2 separate regions of the Anser cygnoides genome follow, and region 2 is linked to region 1. A link is a contact called in public Hi-C data. All regions are on one chromosome and are shown on one strand. Each heading gives the region's core, a stretch centred on a gene start, on an enhancer-like site or on the middle of the called end of the contact. The rest is flanking DNA. Distances are from core to core; before and after follow the strand shown. Region 1 holds the start of SLC51A (solute carrier family 51 member A). Region 2 holds the start of C9H2orf72 (chromosome 9 C2orf72 homolog).

The links. Hi-C and Micro-C count contacts between places; a contact is called where the count stands out from the background.
Region 2: a Hi-C map of liver shows a contact between it and region 1, with 5 times the contacts expected there. The contact joins the promoter of C9H2orf72 here to the promoter of SLC51A in region 1. A contact is called at or near these places in 2 of 7 Hi-C or Micro-C datasets (both in liver).

What each region holds. Positions count from the first base shown.
Region 1 is chr9:16,506,901-16,511,263 of Taihu_goose_T2T_genome, forward strand. It overlaps SLC51A (solute carrier family 51 member A), which reads right to left and starts at 2,386. Exons shown (of 9, transcript XM_013195021.3): 1 at 2,130-2,386; 2 at 1,874-1,968; 3 at 1,336-1,490; 4 at 1,152-1,225; 5 at 906-1,064; 6 at 686-797; 7 at 422-568; 8 at 183-288; 9 at 1-59. The coding sequence starts at 2,164. LOC106044800 reads left to right here and starts at 2,959. Exons shown (of 6, transcript XM_048076773.2): 1 at 2,959-3,144; 2 at 3,364-3,491; 3 at 3,571-3,695; 4 at 4,309-4,363. The coding sequence starts at 2,993.
Region 2 is chr9:16,742,781-16,747,143 of Taihu_goose_T2T_genome, forward strand. It overlaps C9H2orf72 (chromosome 9 C2orf72 homolog), which reads left to right and starts at 2,483. Exons shown (of 3, transcript XM_048076852.2): 1 at 2,483-3,106. The coding sequence starts at 2,545.

The DNA.
Region 1 (4,363 bases), core at 1,136-3,635:
TATCCGCGTCACCACGGCCAGGATGAAGGTTTGCGGGATTAACAGCTGCATGTTCATCTCTGAAAGTGAGAAAGGGAGACGGGTTGGTCGAAGATGCCTTCACTGACCGCGTCCATTCCCTGCTGCGTGCTGGAGGTGCTTAGCCAGGAGCGAGCGATCTGCTCCCGCGTCTCCCGACTTACGCTGCGACCTGGCCTTGGAGGAGAAGGGCGGCGAGCAGGCGATGTTGCCGTTGTTGGCCAGGATACTGAAGATGGCGGGCTGCAGCGCTGTCAGGACGAGGAGAACCTGCAAACACAACACCCCCGGTGAGAGGACACCATCCCCGCCCGCAGCTGGACCTGGGTCTCATCCACCAGCAGCTCCTGTCCCTGCACACCTCCAGCCTGCGCTGCAAATTGCTCCTTGTGCTCAGGCTTACCTGGAAGCAGGTGAACTTGGCCTTGATGTTCTGCTCCGTCAGATGCAGCCGGGCCTGCCGGAAGAGGATGCCCAGAGCCCAGAGCCCGAAGAGGGTGGAGGCACCGACGACGGTGTTGATCCAGAGCGCCACGCTCTCCGCCGAGATCTGGGGGGGGCAGGAAATGCGGCTGGGCTGCCGGAGCCGCTGGCTGCGAGGCTGGGGCTGCGGTGGGGCTCCCCCTCTCGCACGTCACCCTGCCCATCCCCGCGCCGCGGCACTCACATCAGCGGGGTTGTAGTTCCCGTCAGCAGACAGCACCAGCCCCAGGAAGACGGCGGCCGTCCTCAAGAAGGCGTACTGGAAAGTCCCCAGCATCAGCAACCGCAGCTTGCTCCTGGCACGGGGAGAGAGGTCGGTGGCGTCCCGGGGTCCCCTGCCTGGGGCCTCCTCCTCTGCCCCAGCAGAAGCAGGGGGTGAAGCCCCTGCCCCAGCCCTCCCTCACCTGCTCATGGTGATTCGGGGCAGGCAGGGGCAGCAGCAGCAGCAGGGCCCGGTGTTGAGCACCATGGGCACGTCCTTCAGGGTGCTGAGCACCGCCTCCTTGCCCCCAAAGCCCTCCACCATGACCAGCATCAGGAGGTAGAAGCAGATGGCGAAGTACCTGGGCAGGAGGAGGATGATGAGGGACAGAGGCGCTCAGGTCCCGCGGGCTCCCCGGCCCCACCGCCCCGGGGCAGGCACTACTCACATCGTGGTCGCCATCTCCACCACCATCATGGAGCGCGGGATCCACAGCCCGAAGCAGCTGAACACGGCCACGACCTGGGGGGAGACGTGGGCATGGCACGCAGCCGCTCCCCATCCCCGGGGGGGGCTCAGACCCCTCGGGTGCCCCTGGTGCTGCCCCCCCACCGCCCCCATCCCCAGCTCACCGTGGGGGCTGAGCTGCTCCAGCGGAGGGTCTTCATCTTGATGGGGCAGCGGATCTTGTGGGTGAGGTAGATGGCCTCTTCCACGTAGATGGCGACCGACACCAGCGTCAGGATGGTGGCCAGGCCCATGATGGAGAGTTGGACCATGTCCAGCTCTGCCAGGGAGGGGTGAGAAATGGGTTCGGTCAAATCCTGTTGCGTGTCCCTCCCCAGAGCCACCGCAGCAGGGTGCTGCCCCCAGCCCACCTCCGGGTCCCTTTTGGCACAGCGCTGGAAGCCACTCGCTGTGTCCTTGGTGGATCTGGCAGTGCCGGAGCCGGTGCTTTGGTCCCCCCCCCCATCCCATGTCACCCACCCGCTGCTCCCCTCACTGCTCTCTTCCACCACCACCACCCCCTGGGCAGGGCTCTGGGGTGGGAGCTGAGACCCCAGCAGCACCCCATGGCCTCCCCCGCTCTTGTCCCTGCCTCATCCCCACCCCAATCCCCGGGGGGACACGAGGAGGGTCCCCCCTGCACCGCCCGCTCCCCCCACTCACCCTGCAGCAGCTGCCGGGAGGTGGGCGGCAGGGAGAAGCAGGCTGCCGGCACGCTGAAGTTGGTTATCAGCATCTCCACCAGCGAGCGGGGGAACCTGCGGAGAAGGGGAGCTCTGCCAGGGACACGGGGACACCCAGCCCCATTGGGTCCCCCTGCCTCGCCCCCCCACCTGCCTCCCTTCCTTTAACCCAAAATCCTGCACCGAAAAGCAGCTGCAAAGCGTCCCAGCAGCACGGGGGGTTCCCCACAACCCACCTGGGGTCATCCGCCAGCTCCAGGGTGGGCTCCATCCTGCCCCGCTGCTCCCCGGCTCTGTCCCAGCGGCTGCGGGGCTGCTCGGCGCCGCCTGCCTCCGCGTCCCCTCCCCGATCCTACGCGGGGTCAGAGTCCCCAGGGCAGGGACCTCGGGGAGGCTTCGGCGCCTCGTTCAAGTTTAACCAGCTCCGGGCGCTCATTGGCGAGCCCCCGCGCCCTGCCAGCCCCACAGACACCTCGGCCGCCCGGTTATCGACCCGGGTGCCGGGAGGAGCGGCCGACCGCGTGCCATCGCGCCTGCGTGTCCCCAAAACCCGGGGCGCAGGGCCCTGCGATGGCGTGACACCGCCTGCCCGCCCCTTGGGGCACCCCACGGATGGGTTTGGGGTGGGGGGGGTCCCCACGGTGCTGGGGTCCCCGTGCGTCCTCCTGTCCCCTCTGCGGAGGTGGCTGGATGGGACCTGGTGCCACCATGCCTGCCACCTTCCGTCCGTCCTTCCCGGCAGTGGCACCTGCCCTGCTCGCATGGCAGCACGGGGCTGGGCCCTGCTGGGAGCAGATCCCATGACGCTAGAGGGCAGGGCCAGCCCTGCTCAGCACCACGGCTCAGCACCCAGTGTCAGTGCCGGCACCCGGGGTGAAGTCCCGGTGCCCTCCCAGCACCCCAAGGCTCTGGTTTGCGCTGGGACCTCAGACATCTTCAAGCCCCTCTCCCTCTGCCCTCAGGCAGGGGGGGTCCCGCAGGAGCCAGGGTGGCACCTGCACCCCAAAAGGGTCCCCAGCACCCTGCCGCGGGAGCAGGATGCTGCGGTTGCCGTGGGCCTGGGGTTCCGGGGGGATGCCGGGGTTGCCGTGGGAGTGGAATGGGGTTGCTGGGCTGCGGCCAGGAGAAGGGGATGCAGTCCGCCCAGCGAGGCCGTGGCCAAGGCCTCGCAGCTGCCCAGCCCACCATGGAGCTCTTCATCCCCCTTCACTTCACCATCCTCCTGTGCCTGTGCTTGCTGCTCTTGGGCCCGTAAGTCGCCCCACAGCAGCGGTCCGAGCCCCATCCTGCCGACACGGGGCAACAGAGCCGCCCTTCCGCGTCGGCATCCTGCAGACGTTAGAGCCGGGCATCAGCTCTGACATCCCCGAGCTGCATCGTCTCCCGTGCCCACTGCCCGTCCCAAGCAGCCCCTGGGCCTGGGCACCCCACTGCCCGCTCGGCCCCAAGCTGCCCTCGCTCCCGCCGCAGGTGCAGCTGGCTGGCTCTGCACGTCCTGCTGCTGGTCCCCATCTCCAGCACCATCTTCGTGATCCTCATCCTGCCTGTCACCAGCCTCGTCCTGCTCAGCGTTGCCTACCTGGAGCTCCCCCAGCCAGGTGAGGCGCCCGGATGGGTGGGGGATACGGGAGCAGGGGGCTGGGGGGAGCAGCGTCCCCATCGTGTCACCCGCACCAGGGGCCTGGGAGGACGCGCTGGAGCAGAGGCTCTGTGGCACAGCGAGATGGCAGCGCTGGCGCAGGTGCCAGCGTCCCCGCTGGCGACGCATCGTCTGCTGCCCTCACTGCAACGGCTACGTGAAGGTGAGGGACGCGGGGTGCCCGAGGTGCCACGCGCACCCAGCGCTGCCCACCCCGCGCCACAGCCCCACTGACCACATCCCGCACCCTTGTCCCTACGCACCCCGTGCATCCTGTGCCCTCTCCGCACCTCGCGTGCCCAGCCCTGTGCACTCCGTCACCCCTTGCACACTCAGCACCGTGCTCATGACCCTCGGTGCCCCCGACCCCATCGGCGTGCACAGGAGCTGCCCCCTGCCACCGGCACCCCTCCACCACACCAGTTCAACCCGCATTGCCCCGGGGCTGGGAAAACGCATCAGCTCCCGCAACAGCTGCTGGCCCTGACAGTCGCTGTGCGCTGTGTCACAACTGTCCTGCTGTCCTGCGTCACCTGCCCGATGCTCAGCCCCCTGAGCCCATTGCCCTGGGGAAGAGCTGCACGTATCCTTGGCCCGGAGAGGCAGAGCCCTGCCCTGACGTGCACGCACACGTGTTGCACACCCCGCGGTGCCGCCCGGGCTGGCACATGCTGGAGCCTGTTCCCCTTGCTGCACGTAGCCCCAGGGCCAGCAGCGGGGCTGGGTGCCCTCTGCACAGCACAACCACGGCTCCTGGTCCCTGACTGCCTCTGCAGCATCGTGGCGACCTTCCTCAGCGCTCCTGCTCATGTCCTGGGTCCCCTGCGTCAC
Region 2 (4,363 bases), core at 1,233-3,732, 240 kb after region 1:
CGTGCGAGCTGTATCTCTGTATCTCTGTAACACAAGGGGAGATAAAGGTGTGTTTGCTGTTAGATCTTGCCTCTGTTAATGAGTAAGGAAATGTAAACGAGGTTGTTTGGGTATTGTGGGTGACATTCACCTTTCTAACCAGCCCCCTCTGGCAGTGGTAGATGTGTACCCAAAATTAACTATACAATCGCAGAGGCCGCAAAGAACGGCTCCATCCGTTCCCAAATATTAGTTTTTGGGTGACTGTGCTGGCAGTTTAAACGTCAGGGCCACCGAGGAGAAACAGCCAGCAGTGCTTGTTCTGGGCTGAGCCGGGAAGATCCCTGCGGTTTTTCCTGTACCCTCCCCACAAGGAAAAACTTCATCAACCCGGGGAGCGACCTGCCGAAAGCCCCCTTCCCGAGGCACTTTGGGGTCTCTGTGCGAGCCACTCGCACAGCACTGGTTGAGAAGAGCCCTGCGAGCCCGATGCTGTGGTGGTCTTTGCACATCAGGTGGGGTGTTGCTGGCACTACCACGCTGCAGGATGTGCCAGCGGCGTTTTGGCAGGCTGGCGTGCAGTTTTAACGTGCCGTGGGGCTGGTTTGCAGGGAGCGCCCCACGTCCTCGGAGCAAACAGGTTCTGCTCTTCCCCTGGTCAAACTGGCCAAAGCAAGAGCTTTTCCTTGGCTTGGTGCTTGCAGGGAGGAGCTCTTCAGCTGTCTTGTTGTACAGATCCCTTCCTGGAGCCCTTCTGCTTGTGGCTGGCTTCTGGAGAACCCCCGGCATGAGATCCATACCTAAAATTCTGTCAGAGGGGAAGGTGTGAGCAGAGAAACCCCAGGGCTGTGGGCTGCTGGGGACCTGCACCTTCCTGATGGCCCTGATGCTGCTCCTGGCACGGCTCCTGGTGCTGACTGCACCCAGGGCTCTTCTCCCCCGGATAAAATGCAGGGCCACGAGCAGGATTCTGACCAGATGAGAGGAAATCCTTGTAAATGCAAAACCTGGGCAACATTAAGGCCAGACCTGGCTGTTGAACTGTGTCCGACTGTAGCCCTGGCACGCTGACATCTGCTCTCAGGATCCCCACGCTGGCGCGGGACCGTAGCCTCTTGCAACAACAGACCCTGATCTTTGGAAGAGGGCCCTAATCCTCCTGGTTTATCTCCCCCAACCTGGTTATCAGCACTAGTCAATGAGTAAGTTACTTTTACTAAGAGCTAGGGCAGAAACTCTCTGAAACCCTTGCCCAGGCTGTCCAGCCCCACGGTGCTGGCGTGGGGCAGCGTTTGCTAAGCCCGTTGTAGCTGGACCACGCATTTTCCTGGCTTAAAACTGGTGGCACACAGCGACCTCCCTGAGCTGCCCCACCTCGGCTGTGACTGAGGAGCTGCTGGTGGCCAAGGGGAAAGTCAGGGAGCGGGCACGCTGGCTCTGCCACCTTAGGGGCACCTCTTGGCAATCACAGACCCCAGGTGGCTGGGTGGGTGCATGGATTTCTGCTCTGCTTTCATCCTCGGCGCTCTGAGACCTCCGTGTCCCACAGAGGTGCTCTGCAAGGGCAGCTGCCTGCCGCTGGCACCTCTGAGCCATTCGTTCCCTATCAAACTGGGAGCTATTAAATGTTTGGGGGGAGTCTGGGACCTGTTTATGACACGGAATAGGGAAAGTGTTAACCGCGTGTGCTGCGGGTAAGAGCTTCCTGGTTCACCTCCAGGCGTGCCAACGCCGGGGCTGGGCACTGCACTGGCCCTCATGTGGCGTTCATTCACTGTCGGCTGGCAGAGCTCGCTCGTGGCCTCTTCCCTGTGCCAGGGCTGTTAAACACGTGCCAGCACTGAAATCCTAATTATAGCCCCGCACTTACCCCTGCAAACATCCTGTGCTCCCATGGGACGTGTCCCAGGGCCGGTGGGGCTGAGGGGCTGTGTTTGTGCTGGGGGGGGGATGCGGTGTTTGCAGAGGGGGAGCGAAGGGGGATTGCGTGGGAAGGGACCCCGAGGTGCAGCGTGTGGGGTGGGGACGCAGCTTGGCTTTGTGGTGCTTCTGGGGCTTTGCGCTCGTGCAGGAATTGGGGAACCTGTGAGCCGTGGGGTGGGTATGGCCCTTGGGGTGCTAGCTATTCCCCACGGCGTGGTGTTATCGCGGTTATAGCACAGCCAGCTGTGGGCTACAGCCCGAGGTGCCCACGGAGGCCACCCCACCGCCACCCCGTGTCACAGCGTGTCACACACTGGGGGTGCACATTACACCCGTGGGGCGTGCAGTCACGGTGCCTCATGCACGCCCCCTTCGCGACCCTCACATCCTCCTCTACCCCTTCCCACCTTCTCTCACCTGCCTTCCAGCACCTCCCGAGTTCGCCGGGGGCCTCGGCGCACCGGGGGGGGGGGGGGGATGGGACCGGGGGGATGCTTTGGGGCCGGTTGGGGTGGGAAGGGATGGGGTTGGGATGGGGCCAGCCCCTTGCGGAGCTCCGGGCCCGGTGCCGGGAGGCGGGCCGGGGGGCGGTGCGCTGCTGCGGGCCGGGCTCGGCGGAGGCTGCGGAGGAGGCTGCGGAGGATGGAGGCTGCGGAGGAGCTGCGGGAGCTGCGGGCGCTGGTGGAGCGGGCGGGCGGGCGGCGGGCGGTGCTGCTGGTGGCCGAGGTGGCCGAGGGAGCTCCGGCGGCCTCCGCCTTGGCCTCGTTCGCCCGAGACTTGCTGGGAGACGAGGCTCCTCCGGCACCGGGACCGACACCGGGACCGATACCGGGCTGCCCCTCCCGCTCCCGGTGCCGGTCGCGGGGCGGCGGAGGGCGGCGGGCGCTGGCGGCGGGGCTGCTGCTGGTGCTGTGCCGCGGCGGGGCGGCGAGGGGCCGAGGGAACCGGGCACGGCTGCGGGAGGTGGTGCGGGACGTGCGGGGCCGCCTCCCCCCGGGGCCGCCGCCCGCCGCCGTCGTCGGTGTCCTCCTGCCCGGGGGGGACGGGGAGGACGCGGCCGTGCTGGACGCCACCCTCCGCCGCCACTTCCCGGCCCCGGGAACCGTGCAGGGGGCTCGCTACAGCCCCGGCAGCCCCGCAGCCCTCCGAGAGTGCCGTGCCGCAGCCTGCCGAGCTCTGCGAGCGGCCCTGCAGCACCCCGCAGGTACCGGGGGTACCGGGCACAGGGTGGGCATCCCGCCCGGGTGGGTCAGGGAGCCGCGTGGTGCTTCCCCGTGGGGTCTGTGCCATCCCGATGGGAGCCCATCCCAAGGAGAAGTGCTGCTTCTCAATGGGATTTGGCCTTCTGCAATGGGATTTGCTCCGCTGGCCGGTGGGATCAATCCCTCCTCGGCTGGACCCGGCTCTCCGCCACGGGAGCTGCGCCGTTGCGGAGCCTCTGCCCCTCTCCAGGGAGATCTGGCTGTTCCCAAAGGGATCGGCTCCGTGCTGGTGGAGTCTGAGCCTTCCCGGTGGGATCTGCCCCTTCCCGGTGGGAATCTCAGCCCTGGCAGCCAGGGAAGGTTGGGAAGCGCCGAAGCAGCGCTTGGATGGCAGGGATGTGGCACGTGGCAGCTGTGACGTGGTGGCACACCGTGCTTACGTCCAGGGGACGGGGGCTCGGGGCGCAGCCCGTGCCGCAGGTCCTGCGGGAGGAAAGTGCTCGTGTCGGCTTCACGGAATGAGTCAGAACAAGTGGGCGTTTGGGTGTCAAACCACATGCTGTTGGTGGCCAGTGTGAGCACCGTGAGGGTGGCAGGATGAAAGCTGGGTGTCACCGGGGCCTCGAGGCGAGAGGCGAGGCGTGTTTGTGTGCAGGCACAGGGCGCTGGGCAGCTGGGCAGGCTCTGCCCCACGGCAGCCACACAAAAAAATACAGGCTCACATTAATCTTAGGCACTGCTTGTCTTGGGTTGTTCCCCTTTCTTCCTCCTTTAATTTTTCCCACTTTTCTCTTGCTCCGCTTCAAGTCCAGGCGCTCCGGCGTTCTGCTCTTTCTGGGCCCTGCCCCTGAGGGGTCCCAGCGGTGCTCTGCAGCTCCACGGGGACAGCTCCTCTGTGACCCCAGGGACACAGGGACAGCCGGCTGCAGCTCAGGGGCTTCTTCCACCGGTTCAGCTCAGGATCCTGGATCTGAATGCTGAGGGGTTTTGAGACCAGTGGGACCCACTGCATCCCCCTGGGACCCGCTGCATCCCCCCTGGAGGGTGTGGGGCTGTCTTCTGCCAACCCTTTGCGCTGAGGCAGGCGTGTCCCCCTTTCCATCTTCCCTCCTTCCGAAGGCTTTTGCTTTCCTCACATTGTTCCTGCTGCAAGAATTCCTTCTGGTGATCTCGCGGATGCCAGTGCACCCTCCAGTTCTGCTCTGGTGGGACAGCAGCTGCAGAGGCAGAAAACTATCCCTGCGTGTCACCTTTTTCCA